Regions from separate parts of the Mus musculus genome. Here region 2 is linked to region 1. The links are chromatin contacts, called in public promoter capture Hi-C maps. All regions are on one chromosome and are shown on one strand. Each heading gives the region's core, a stretch centred on a gene start, on an enhancer-like site or on the middle of the called end of the contact. The rest is flanking DNA. Distances are from core to core; before and after follow the strand shown. Region 1 holds the start of Dnah1 (dynein, axonemal, heavy chain 1). Region 2 holds the start of Slc18a3 (solute carrier family 18 (vesicular monoamine), member 3).

Region 1 (6,646 bases), core at 1,423-3,922:
GCCTCATTATTATTATTTTTAGATGAGGGCTCTCACGGAACCTAGAGGTCACCCGTTCAGTTAGGATGGCAGGTCAGCGAGCTCCCGGAACCCACCTGCCTCTGCCATCCCCCAGTGCTGGATTTACAAGTGTACATCATCACACCTGGCTTTTACACTGGTTAGGGACCTGAACTCAAGGCCTTCCGTGTGTGCAGCAAGCACTATAACCGCTGAGCCATCTCCCCTGCACAAAAGAAACAGAGTTCTGAGCTGGTGAGCCCTCATCTCATTCTGTCACCTCCTCGACACACAGTGACAAAGCAAGCAGGCGCTTGCAGTGCTGGCCAGCCGTGGATGTATTGGGGGTGGTCCACTCTCAGTGGGACTGGCGCATGTCTTCTTTTACACTGCGGCAGAGTATCTCATCTATACTACCACAGGGAGTGGGGTGGACCTACATGGACCAACCTTGCACCGCAGCCCAGAAGTCAGTTGCAGCATCTGCAACTACACTGTCTAAGTACAAGACGATGACCCGGAAGCCATTTGAGGGGCAAAGGCAGGTGGGTCTCTAGTAGAAGTCCTAGACTCTCTGCATAAAGGCTCACCATCCTCTAAATAGGCAGACCTGACAGGCCTCCCTGTGGGAAACTACCCGCACCCATTCCTGGTGACCAGCTGCCTCCTAGGGCAGATACTAAAGGTAAGACCAAGTCTGGTCTACCTGTGTGACTCTCACTGCCCCTTTCAGGACAACAGAACAGAAAGTCTACCTGTGTGACTCTCACTGCCCCTTTCAGGACAACAGAACAGAAAAGATGACTCCCTGAGGTCCAGCTTCCTCATCCTGTAAACCCACAGATAGCATCTTTGAACAAACCAGCATACAGACAGCTGGGGTTCAGGGTCCCATCTCCATAGGAAAGCGTTTCAGTCTTGGCTTCTCCAGTCAGTATATTCAGTATGTCTGGCCTGCTTTGCTGGGACATGGGAATAACTCTCTCTCTCTCTCTCTCTCTCTCTCTCTCTCTCTCTGTCTCTCTCTCTCTCCCTCCCACTCCTCTCCCTCCCCCTCCCCCCTCCTCTCTCCCTCTCTGAGCAGGTTGTAGTAGGAGGAACTCATTAACACAGCCCAAGAGGGAAGGTGGAAACATGGGCTGCAGACTCAGAACCCCGCTGGGCACCTACATAGATCAGCATGTGCAGGAATTGTAAAGACAAACTTCTGTCGTCTTACCATGGGTGACAGGGCCTAGGCCTGGGAATGAGTGTGGCTAGTGCGAGAGAGGACATGATTCACAGCAAGGCCTCTGCTGCTGGTCACCCTGGGAACTCCCCCCCCTCCAACTTTATGTGAGGAAAGAAGCTGCTGAGATGGCAGGTTTGGTCCCAGCAGGTCCAGAACTTGGAACAGCGTTGTCGGGCTTGTGGACTCATTTCATAACACAATCCCATTTAAAACCTATGTGGAAATTGAGATTATTCTCATTTCTCAGAGTCGAGAAGATAAACCCTCAAAAGGTCCTATGACCTGGCCAATGCTTCACAGTCAACAAGAGGCACCCACATGCTCAACCACTTGGCTGAACGAGTGTGGGAGTTGGGGAGCACAGAGGTGTGTGGTCCTCATAACAGGCACTACCACCACCACCAGCACTACCACCACCGCCATCACCACCACCATCATCATCAACACCACCATCATTACCACCACCATCACCACCACCAACATCAATACCACCACCATCACCACCACCATCATCAATATCACCACCATCATCACCACCACCACCATCACTACCACCTTCAACGGTTCAAACAAGGACACTCAGGTCCAAAGAGGTATATGGAGAAGCCCTGAGATGTGTGCAAAATAGCTGCCCAAGGAGGACCTGAGCAGGAGGGCTTCCAAATTATCCATCTGCGGACTCAAAAAGTACCCGCGCTTGCATCCCTTTGAAAATCTCAGGGTACAATGCAAGCTCTCATTTGGCAACGAATGTGAACTTTAAAGGATTTTGGAAGTCTCTACCTCTGCTGAGACTACACAGAAAGCAGCATAGGAGTTGGTCATTTCTCTTACAAGCTTGGGGCTTCCTTCATCCTTCAGATGTAGTCACCTGAGAAAACTGGCTCTGTGCCCACAGCTTCTTGCACCATTGAACGCAGCCTGAAATTATATGGTACTTTGTTCTTCCCTGCCTGCTGAACAGGACTTTTCAAGTAACACTGTTCTCTGGAAACTGGGTACTTACCACGGGGAACGCAGAAGGTCCCCACAATGCATTTGCTGAGTGACTATGTGAACCAACAAATAATTGAATGGGGTTTGTAAAGGAAGGGATGAAGCCCATCTCTGTAACAACTCAGATAAAGAGAGAGAATGGGTGGGTGTCTGGTAGAAGGGGGGCATTGAGTCACACACTCCCTGCATAGAAGGATCCGAGCCCCAAACATTGTGCTGTTAGGTCTTAACAGCAAGGCCCTTAAGTGCCTTCTCCTATACACTATTCCCACAGCCCGACCCCGACAAGGCTCTGTAGGGGATGTGGGAGAGGGGGAATGGTGATCTTAAGAGTGCTTCCTCCGTGTCCACTCACTTCTACACCTTAATGAATTTTCCCCAACCCGATCATCCCGCCTCCTCATGGACCTACCGGCTCCCCTAAACAGCAAAGTTTTCAGTGCTTCCCGTCTCTAGGGAAGGACACTGAGTCCGTTGCGAGGGGGCGGGACCATTCGGCACCGCGGGCAGAAGCTTCCGGCTACCAACTTCCCCAGGACCGCTCACCCCACCCTCGCCCCCAAGAGGTCTGGTTCTTTAAGCAGAGGCAGATCACGCTGCACCGGTCCGGTCTGTAGGTGGGCGTCTAATTCTCAAATTCAGACTGCATTACTCACTTCCCCCTTTAGAGTCCTCTAACAGTAAGAGACAAAAGAGTCAAAGGCAGCATGGCAACTTTGAATAATGGGCAAGGAAATAGTGAATTAAAGGCATGAGTGGTGTCTCAAACCTGTAGTCCTCAGCACATAGCATGTGGAGGCAAGGTGTCCTTGAATATATAGCACATTTGAGGACCTGGGCTCCCCGAAACCATGTCAAAACAAAGCTACTGTGGCGGGAGATTTCCTCATTTGTTAGAGGGTTGGCCTGTCTGCGGTCTGGTGGCGCACACCTGTTATTCCAGCAGTAGGGAGGTAGAAGCAAGAAGACCAGAACTTCAAGGTCATTCTTGGCTGTGGATATGAGATCCCATCTCAAACAACAACGTGGCATCAACAGTAACCAGCTACTAAACGCCCACAGTAAGGATGTGAGGAGATTGTGAGTTGGAACTTGGTGTTCAAACTGTAGCTGCAGACAGACGGGTCACAGCGCTGTGTCCACAGAGTACTAGCTCTGGGTCTCTGGAGGCTCAGCGGCCACCCTCCCACCCGCAGTCCCAGCTTCCTGTTGCATCTGCCTCCTGTGGCTGGGCAGTGGCTGCACCCTCCCGGATAGTAGCTGTCTAATGTCTGCATCTGCTCCACACTGGGCATAGGTTCGTGTTGTTCCCTGACTGGTCCTGAAAACCGAGTAATTTTGTTTTCAGTTTTTTCAGACCTGTCTCACTATGTTGTCCTTGCTGTCTAGGAACTGGCATAGATCTATCTGCGGGCCTCTTTTGTGATCGTAGTTATTGTGGTATATAGGGGCCTGTCCTTGTTTTTTTTTTAATGTCATTTTAAAATATCTATTTCTTTTTATATTATGTGTATGATGAGTGTATACATGTATAGCGTACATGTATGTTTTGCGCACCGTGTGGTATCTATTCTGCGGAGGCCGGAAGAGGGCGCTAGAACCCCTGGATCTGGAATTACAGCCGGTTAAGAGCCACCATGTGTGTGATGGAACCTGAATTTCTCCAGTCCTCTGCAAGAGTAGCAAGAGCTGAAGCTCAGAGCCATCTCTTCAGCCCCATGTCCTTGGCTTAATGCAGCCTAAATTTCAAAGCAACATCAAGTGTCTGCTGAAGTTTCCATTCGAGTGGGTTCAGTAAAAATTATATGCACACAAGTATAGACACCAAGAGAAGGAAGAGATAAAGCAAAAATGGCTAAATGTTATCAACTGGGGAATTGGAAGGTTCCTGATGCCCACTTCTTCTGCTTTCTATCCTGTAAAGGGGAGAGGTAGGTTGCAAGCCAAAAGAAAAGGAAAAGTTCCCCTTCTCAACTGCCCAGAGCTTTCCCATAATATTACCATTTCATAGGTGGGTAAACTGAGTTCACTGAGACATATTAATGTTGAAGGAGGTAGCAGGGTCTGGTGTTCATTATATGAATTTTAATCAATGTATTAATAATTCTGGCTGGTTGTCAGGTCTGCACTGGACATTAAGTGCACAGAATTAAATTGGTCCCAGTCTGGGCTATACAACATCAGTGAAGGACCAGAGAGGCCAGGCTAGGACGAACCTAAAAGCAGAGAGAAGGGTAAGCTTTGCCTGGGCCGGAGGTCCGTCTGCCTTTGTGCTGGCTTATATCCCCCCCCCCCCCAGCATCTCTCCAGCACCCCCTTCTGGCCAGCTCTCCTCACCCGTCAGACCTGGATGTTGGTATAACCTTTTCTGCATCTGTACCATGGCTTCATTTGCTTTACATTTTGGCATTTCTGTACTCACTCAGTGTCTGTTTCTGAGAAAAGCAGGAGTGTAAAGGGTACTAGAGACGGACAAGGTGACCATGGCTCTCCATGGTTCTGGGGTTAGGCTGTGTACCCCACTCAGGGTCCACAGACATCCTTGTTTTGGCTGGCATGTCCCAGACTTGGAACAATTGTCCAAATAATCGCAGTAACCAAGTGGGTTGCCATGGCAGCATCAGCCCATGATAAGACATCAAGGATGAGAGGGGCTACTAGTCTGAGAACGTGACCAAGCATCTCAGTGGGTTGGGGATAACACAGGGCTCACAGCTCTCAGACACATGAGCAGGCCATGTTGGGAAGAGTCCATTCTCAGGAGGATCGCCTCATAGAGGCCCTCTCCTTCACCCAGTGCAGTCATGGAACATTCCTTTAGATCAGTGGGTCTCAACCTTCCCAGGAATGAGACCCTTTAATACGGTTCCTCATGGTGTGGTGACCCCCAACCATAACATTATTTTTGTTGCTACTTCATAACTGTAATTTTGCCACTATTCATATCATGATGTCATTTTTTGGAGACAGAGGTTTGCCAAAGCGTCTCCATCCACAGGTTGAGAACCTCTGCTCTAGATTGAAGATGGCCTGAAGGGTGGGGACTAGATCTTGTTGCCCATCACAGATCTATTCTGCCAGTAAAGAAATTATTTCTTTTTCTTTCATACACTGCATCTCAGCCACAGCTTCCTCTCCCTCTGCTCCTCTCAGTTCTCCTCCAGCCTGCCCTCACCCCCAGATCCATTCCCCTGCCAGAAAACAAAAACAAACAAAACAAACAAACAAACAAACAAACAGGCGTCCAAGGAACAGCAACCAAACCTGGCACAAGCTACAATAAGACCAGGCACAGACCCTCAATCAAGGCTGAGCAAAGCAACCCAGTAGGAGGAAAAGGGTCTGAAAAGCAGGCTAAAAAGTCAGAGACACCCTATCTCTCACTGTCCGAAGTCCCTCCCCTCCCAGAACACCAAGCCAATGACCATAACATATGCAAAGAACCTAGCACGGATGCATGCGGGCTTCACAGTTGCTACTTCGGTCTCTGTGAGCCCCCACGAACCCTACGTAGGTGATTCTGTGGGATGGGCTCTCCCAGTGTTCTTGACCCCTCTGGCTCCTACAATTCCTCCTCCTCTTCTTCCATGGGTTTCCAAGGGGAGGGACCCGATGGTAACCTCCAACCTGGGCTTTCTCTCTGCCTAATGTTTGGCTGTGGGTCTCTGCATCTGTTCCCATCAGCTGCCAGAGGCAGCTCTCTCACAATGACTGGATGAGTTTGTTCTACCCTAGGTCTTTGGGCTATACCAGTCTCTTGTTCCCAGTTGTGTTGGTTTGAATAGGAATGGTCCCCACAGACTCATGTGTTTGAATGCTTGGCCTAAAGGAAGTAGCACTATTAGAAGGTGTGGCTTTGCTGGAGGAAGTGTGTCACTGTAGAGGTGGGCTTTGAGGTCTCATGTGCTCAGGCTCCACCCAGTGTGCTAATAGTCTCCTGCATGTTTGTGTACCACATGTGTGCCTGGTTCCAGTGGAGGCCAGAAGAGGGTGTCAGATCCCTGGAACTGGAGTTGTAGACAGGTGTGGCCTGTCATAGGTGCTGGGAGCTGAACTCCAATCCTCTGGAAGAACACTAGTATTCTTAACCACAGGGGCACCTGTCCGTTCCAGCTTTCTCTTTGATCACATCTAGTTTGTACTTTAAATTACTTTTAGAGGTGTTCATTGATAATGTTTGGAAACACATTTTATATTTAAGTGTTGATGTCATATCCTGCAGTATTGCTGAACTCCTTTACCCGACAGCCCAAAGAATGTCTTGTAAAAGTCCGGCTCAGCAAGCAGAACGTTTACTATCAGTTGTTTTCAGAACGAGGTGTGACTTACAGGTGCATGTATGGAAGTTGCCATCACCCTCTGCCACCCATCAGGCTTAAAGTCTGCAAAGGGATGGACACAAACCTGAATTACATCACC
Region 2 (6,646 bases), core at 1,364-3,863, 1.1 Mb after region 1:
TACACTGGGCTTGGAAAGGAGAGACTATCGTGTGTGTGTGTGTGTGGGGGGGGGGGGGGATTGGGGTTGTTTCCTTTTCCCAGGCAGTAAAGGATCTTCAGAGCTTCCACCCCTCCTCAGGTCTGCATTGAACATGTGAACCCCAGTGTGCTTAGGTTTTGTGTCACACTGCCCACCCCTCATCAGTAAAGAGACTTGGCCTCCTCAGACAGATATGGTTTATTAATTCAGGCCGGAGGCACCAGGGTGTAGTAGACCAAGTTTGGCACTGGAAAGATCCGCAGGAAGGACAAACAGATGCATGACTGTACTTGGGGGCTCTCAGTAGGTGGTTGGTGATCACCGGTACACCTCTGCCAAGAGCCCAATGCCTCCCTGATCCATTCCCTCAATGAATACGAGTGTGTTTGGAGAGGGGGTTAGACTGGGAGGGGTCACGGAGAAGGGATTCCAGCAAAGGAATTCAGGGCGGGGGACGGGCTAGGGTACTCATTAGAGGAGGTGGGCCCCAAGCCAAAGTTGGCCAGCGCTCTTGAAGAATGACCATCTTGACCTAAATGGGGAGGGTAGGTGGCCTGGAGGAGAAGCGGGTCTGCTAGCTGCGGGAGTAGTAGTTGTAGTCGTCCTCACAGCCATCAAAAGGGCCAGGCGGGCTACAAGGTTCACCGCCGTCCTTGCCCTGCACCTCACGCAGGCGCATCGCGTCGTACAGACCCTGCGGCGGTTCATCAAGCAGCACATCGCGCTCGGAACGCGAGCGTGTAAGGAGGCCCACATTACGCAAGAGCAATAGGACCGGTGCGTAGAGCAGGTTGGCCAGGCCCATGCCAAGGCTGAGCTGCTCAAAGCCAAGTGAGTGAACGATATGGCCTGCTACTATGGGCCCGAGAGCGTAGGCCACAGAATAGGAGATGTCAGCTATGGCATAGACACTGCCATAGACTGATACGTGGCGCACGTCCACCAGAAAGGCGAGCGTGGGTAGGAGCGCCGTGTCCACCAACGCGATGCCGAAGCAGAGGCCGCAGAGCGAGACCACTAAGGGCGCGAAGGATCGGCAGGCAGGTACGACGCAAGAGCTCACTCCGATTACCGCTAGCCCGAGAGCGCCATACAGCCACTGCAGGTGTGGATAGCGCGCCGCTAGACGCACGGTGAGATAGACGCCTAACACGTGTGGCACGAAAGCCGGCAGCCAAACCATGCCCATCTCCCACTCGGATGCCGCCATTGTGTGCTTCATCCACGTGGCTATGGTGGGCTCGAGAAACGCAAGGGGAATGTTACAAGTTGTGAGCGCTCCGGCTACAACAGCGATGTAAGGGTCTAGCATGAGGCGATGGATAGGTGTGCCCACGGGCAGGTTGGCCCGCGCCCGAGCCGCAGCTGAGAAAGGCTTAGCCACCGCCAGGAGTAGGAGTGCGTCGAAGAGCGACACGGCGGCGAGCACTAGAAAGGGTACACGCTTGCCCGCGAACTCGTAGAGGATGCCCCCAAACGGTGGCGCCACTAGGCTTCCAAAGCTGATGAAGGCTAGCGCCACGCCCAGAGCACGACTGCGCTCAGGCTCCTCGGGATACTTGTCGGCGATCATGGCAATGCCAGACGTGTCCGCGAAGGCTGAGCCCAGGCCTTGTAGACTGCGCGCAGCGAAGAGCGTGGCATAGTCTTCTGCAAAGGCAAACATGACTGTGGAGGCGAACATGACGCCCAGGCCAATAAGCAGCGGCACGTCGTAGCTCATGCGATCAATGAAAGGCCCGCTTAAGGGGTTCACCAGAAGCTGCAGGATGGCCTTGGAGGCAAATAGCACGCCTATCTTCACATCTTCACTTTCTGTGGGGTAGCGAGGCCGCAGGATTGACCGAGCCGACCCGGCAGCCGTCGGGGACGCCGAGGTGTTGGCCAAGTAGGCGCTGGCATTAGCCAGAGTGGGCGGCGGCAGGGTGGGTTCCCACACCTCAGAGATCAGGGTAGGGCTCTCGCTGCCCCCGCGCATGTGAGCGATATAGTCGGGAACAATGGGCACGATGACCATGTACAACATGTTGTCCAGTAACAGTGCAACGCACACGATGACCAGCACCAGGCGCCGCTGCCTCTGGGGCTCTTGTAGCGCGGCTCCCACTGCTTCCGACAGCTTGGTGGCCGCCGCCCGGGCCTGACCGGTTGGCGCGGTGGGTTCCATGCCCCTACCCGCTGCTCTTCCTAAGATGCCTCCACCGGAGTCGGGTGTCGGCGTCCCGCAGTGCAGAGGCTAGGGTACGGTACTTCGGGGGCGCGGTCCTAGCCGCGTAGCGCCCCCTGTGCTTCAGGTGGCTGTGGGGTTCATATCCCCGAGCTCAGGAGAAAAAAAAAAAAAAATCAAGGATTGTCCCGCGCGGCGCCGCTGCTCTTAGATGCTCCAGGGACCAGTTGCCGCTGTTTCGGATGCAACCGCGGAGGCCGGCAAGCCGAGGGGCTGAGGCGGGAGACTGGACGCGCGGTGCCCAGAGAGAGCAGGAGCAGCCCCTGCCGCGCAGAGAGGCCGTGTGCACCCGCCCAGGGGCATGCTGCCGCCGCCCGCCGTCTCTCCAGCCCTCCCCGCGCGTCCGCTCTTGCCTCTTCCTCCACCGCCGCCTCTCTTTTTTTTTTTTTTTCTCCCTCCACTTGGGGCTATGACGCGGTGAGTCTCGGCCCCCGAGTGGTGCCCGGGCCACTGGCGTCGCTCATGCTAATAGGACGTCGTCGGGGCGGGGGCCGGGGGCCGGGGGCGGGGCGCGTCCGGGCAGGGGTCCGCTTCCGAGATGTTTCCAGGTTGGGAGCAAGGGGAAGGGGATCTTGGCGAGCTGTAGTCCTAGACAAGCCCCTGGGGATGGGTGAGCAGTGGAAGGAACCGGCCCTATGTTTCCCCCAGTTCTGGGACCTATAGGGGTGAGGTTCCCCCAATTGGGAGGAGGGGTGCGGCAGCCGGTTCCCCGCAGCCTGGTGGGAGACGGGAGAGCCGGGGGCTCTAGACCTCCTCCTCAGCCTGGACTTCGGCGCACAGCGGGCACGGAGCCCCCGAGGTGAGCCGCGCTGCCTCCATCTGTTCTCGCAGCTGGAACACGCAGCCGGGACCCAGAGGCACAGCGCAAGCAACCCCCTTCCTCAATCCCGCCCCCAGCCCGTCTCATCCCCTCCTCCGGGAAGGGAGGGGGAAGGTACAGAGCCTTCAGGGTCTGGTTCCGACCCACCTGCCCTTAGGCAGAAAGTCTTAGCAGCTAATTCCAGTCTTTAAGGGTTTGAGTATTGAGAGGAGGAGTCGTTCTTTGCACCCAGGGTCCTGGAAGTCAAAACTAACACTTTTTGACCTCCCCCTACCTGGCCTCTCCTTTTCGGCTTTCCGGGCGCGGGTCTCTCCCCCCCCCCCCCCCAGCTCCGCCTATTTTCCCTTCCTTTCTACTCTCCCACTCCTCTTTCTAACTCCTCCCTGGCCCTCTTCTCTCCAGACCTTACCCTCCCTCTGCTCTTGAGAGCCTCCGCCCACTTTTCTGCATTTCCTCACCCCACCCCCACCCCGGCCGCCTCCAAGTCTTGAGTGGGGCTCACAAGTGGCGTGGAAGCTTCTGGGTCTCACGCAGCAGGGCCTCTGCAGCTTTGCTGTCAGTAGAGGCTTAGGAAGGCTCACCTTCCTTCCGGGAGGGCTGCACACGCTGAGCGTCCTGATTTGCAGGCGACAGGCTGAACAGATCAGCCTATGCGTTGGGCCCAGTGTGTCCTCAGAAGAGTTTTGACCCTAGATGGCACGTGAGGCCCGAGTTCCAGTCCACAGACTGGAAGGAGAGAGGATGCCAGTCAGCTGAGATTGGAGGTGGTGGTGACGTTGAGATTGGACTTTCCCTGTCTTGCGGAATCACAGGAGCCTTCAGATCCCAAGCTAGCCTCGGATTTAGCTTCTTCCACTGGGCTTCCCACCCGGGAAGGAGACATCGTGATCTGGGCTCCAGAGGCAGACAAATAGGATGGCTTCCAGAGCTACCACTTACTAGATAACAGTGCCAAGGGAGACGTTGTTTCTCCTTCTGCCCCCACTGTCCCTTTATTTATCTGTAAAATGGAGTACCTACAGCTTAGGGTGTGGTACACGCATGATGAGAAGCATCAGTATTTGCCATTGTTGCTGTGACATGCTCTGCCCTGTGTTCATGTCACAGTGGAGGGTCTTGTGAAGAGCAGACAGACACCAGGGCCATCCTGACTCTCTGGCTTATCCCTCGAGTGGGAAGGCATTGTGAGCCTGGTCTCTGTCCGAGCTGGTAGAAGATACAGAAAGAGCTGGAAAGTTGGCTTCTCTTCTTATGCCAGCTGCAAGATGATGTGACAGAGACCAGAGTCAGGGAGAGAAGGCAGCACTCAAGTGGTCTAGCCCAACCTCTCAACCCCGTACACAGGTACTCCTGAAAGGAGGAGACTCACCTAAGTAGAGAGCTGCCCAGTCACATGCCCTGTGATGGCCCAGCTGCCCTTAAAATGAGGGAAGAAGCCTAAATATGAGGACAGCTGTGGCTCTGGATAATGTTGGGCAAGTCACAGTTGCCCTACCTCTGGCCCACTTGGCCTCTGTTCATCAAGAGGTTACCAAAATTCACACTGCTGAAAGTGCAGCAAAACGACTTTAAATATTATCCCACTGCCTTTGTTCATAGCACATACTCCAGAGACTCGCTTTCCCTCAGCTTGCTCCATGTACTCTGTCACCTGCTTGGCTCTCCAGACACTCTAGTTTAAGAATACTCTGGGTTCCTCTGACTTTTCTACAAAAGCTACACTGATGGTTTTTAAAGAGGTATTCCACACCCTACATGGTAACGATTATTTATTCATATATTGTCGCGCCGTCTGAGTAAAATCAGGAGGCAGGATGACACGGGAGGCAGCAGTTTTCTCTCTAGTGGTTAACAGACAGTAGAATCTTCCAAAAAATAAACTTCCCAGTCCTAGCAAGCTGCAGACCTCGTCTCTTGGCTCTCCAGCCCACATAATAATCCTTAGCTGTTCCTGAGAATGAAGCCAGTTCATTTTGGGACTCACACCCAACTCTCGCCTCCTCCATTCCTCTATGACAAGATGCGGACTCACTTGTTCTGTGCCAGGGCCATGGGTATACTCTTACTTCATCCTTCCTCAATCCTGGTACAGCAAAGATGCTATCTGCCCCCATCACACCCCCCACAGGGAAGTTGTTCTTATGCCCTGGCACATCTGGTTCCAGGCTGTTAAGACCTGCTTCATGGTCTTCATGCCACCTCCCTTTTCTTTGTGTTTCATTATGCCTCTATCACTCCATCTGCAGTGTGGCACACCTTGGCAGGGTAAGGGCAAGAGGCATAAAAACTGGAGTGAGGAAGGCAATGGGCTGGATTCTTCCAGGTCTTTAGCTCCCAAATAAGAAGGCAGAGCTTTTACATCTGAAGGATACAGGGGTCACAGTCAGGGGAAGACAGACCCCCTTCAGCAAAAGGCTCCCTCTCCCAGATGTGCCAGGCCAGAAGGACAACTTCCCTTCCAGGCCTAGTGGCTCGCTGGAACTGTCCGTGGTGCTGGACGGTTTGCTGCTGGAAGCCTTCCAGGGGCCGGCCAGTCCTTGCCGTGTTTTTGTGCCTGTGGCTTTTCCCTCATACTGGTGCTTGGCAAACTCCTTTCCAGAGACTTCTGTATTTGAGCATAACTCATATGCAAGAGGAAATTTCCTATCCAGTCTTGGAGGAAAAATAGAAGCATGTTTTTCTCCTTTTCATTCAGAATGTAGAAATTGTTACTACAGGATACATATAAGATGATTGAGTAAAGGAGGTGTTTCTTTATTAGATCTATTAAAAAAAAGCTAGAAATGTGTCAGGCAGTGTGATAAGCATGTAGTAACTCATTTAATCACATTATCAGCATTCATATTACCCTTCTATAGTTGGGGACACCGTAGTGAAGTAATTCATCCTGGTCAGATCTGGCTTCCATGTTCATCTCCTGGCCACAGGGCCAGCCAGCACACAACAAGGAACTCACCACATGGTCTCAGGGCTCAATGCTGGGTACTCAGTGAGCTTCATTATCACCTAACAGCTTCAGAGTGGGTGGTGGGTTTTGGATGACAACCTTTCTTCTCATTTTATTCAGTGGCCACACCGTGGCCTTAGTCTGATAAACCAAAAACCTGCTCCATTATGAATCAGTGCTGTGGGGAGTGGGTAGAGAGTGTGAAGTTCTGGGGTGGGGGAGTCTGGAGAGAGGGTGGGAGCAGCCATTCTGCAGCAGTGCCTTCTTGGGGTCATGGGTCTGTAGGTGCTGCTGTGGAGGGAGAGATCAGCCTATTCTGGCTTCATTTCTGAGCTGCAAACTGCCTGGGTGTCTGGAGAAGCAGGTTGGCGTGGTGGTTAGCAGTGCGTGGGCGGGGTTGCCCGCTCTTGATTTATGATTTCTTTGTCTCTGTGGAAGCACTTAAGTGCAGGCTTTAGTTCCAATGACACTCAGGAGCCTCTGGATTCCAGCACTGGGGATGGGGGTGGGGTAGAACGTTCTCAGGCCTCACCAACCCCTCCCCTGTGTGCTGCCTTTGGGAGAGTCCCAAGGCTTCAGCATTACTTAATTAATTAGGCCTCTACTGCTACATAGGCTCAGATTCAAAAGA

What was found. Promoter capture Hi-C pulls out the DNA fragments that hold promoters and counts their contacts.
Region 2: a promoter capture Hi-C map of embryonic stem cells shows a contact between it and region 1, with 4 times the contacts expected there. The contact joins the promoter of Slc18a3 here to the promoter of Dnah1 in region 1. A contact is called at or near these places in 2 of 39 promoter capture datasets (embryonic stem cells and stem cell-derived epiblast-like cells).

The regions. Positions count from the first base shown.
Region 1 is chr14:31,321,224-31,327,869 of GRCm38.p6, forward strand. It overlaps Dnah1 (dynein, axonemal, heavy chain 1), which reads right to left and starts at 2,673. Exons shown (of 78, transcript NM_001033668.1): 1 at 2,640-2,673.
Region 2 is chr14:32,462,237-32,468,882 of GRCm38.p6, forward strand. It overlaps Slc18a3 (solute carrier family 18 (vesicular monoamine), member 3), which reads right to left and starts at 2,614. Exons shown (of 1, transcript NM_021712.3): 1 at 201-2,614. The coding sequence starts at 2,188. The coding sequence ends at 596. Chat (choline acetyltransferase) reads right to left here and starts at 3,673. Exons shown (of 16, transcript NM_009891.2): 1 at 3,571-3,673.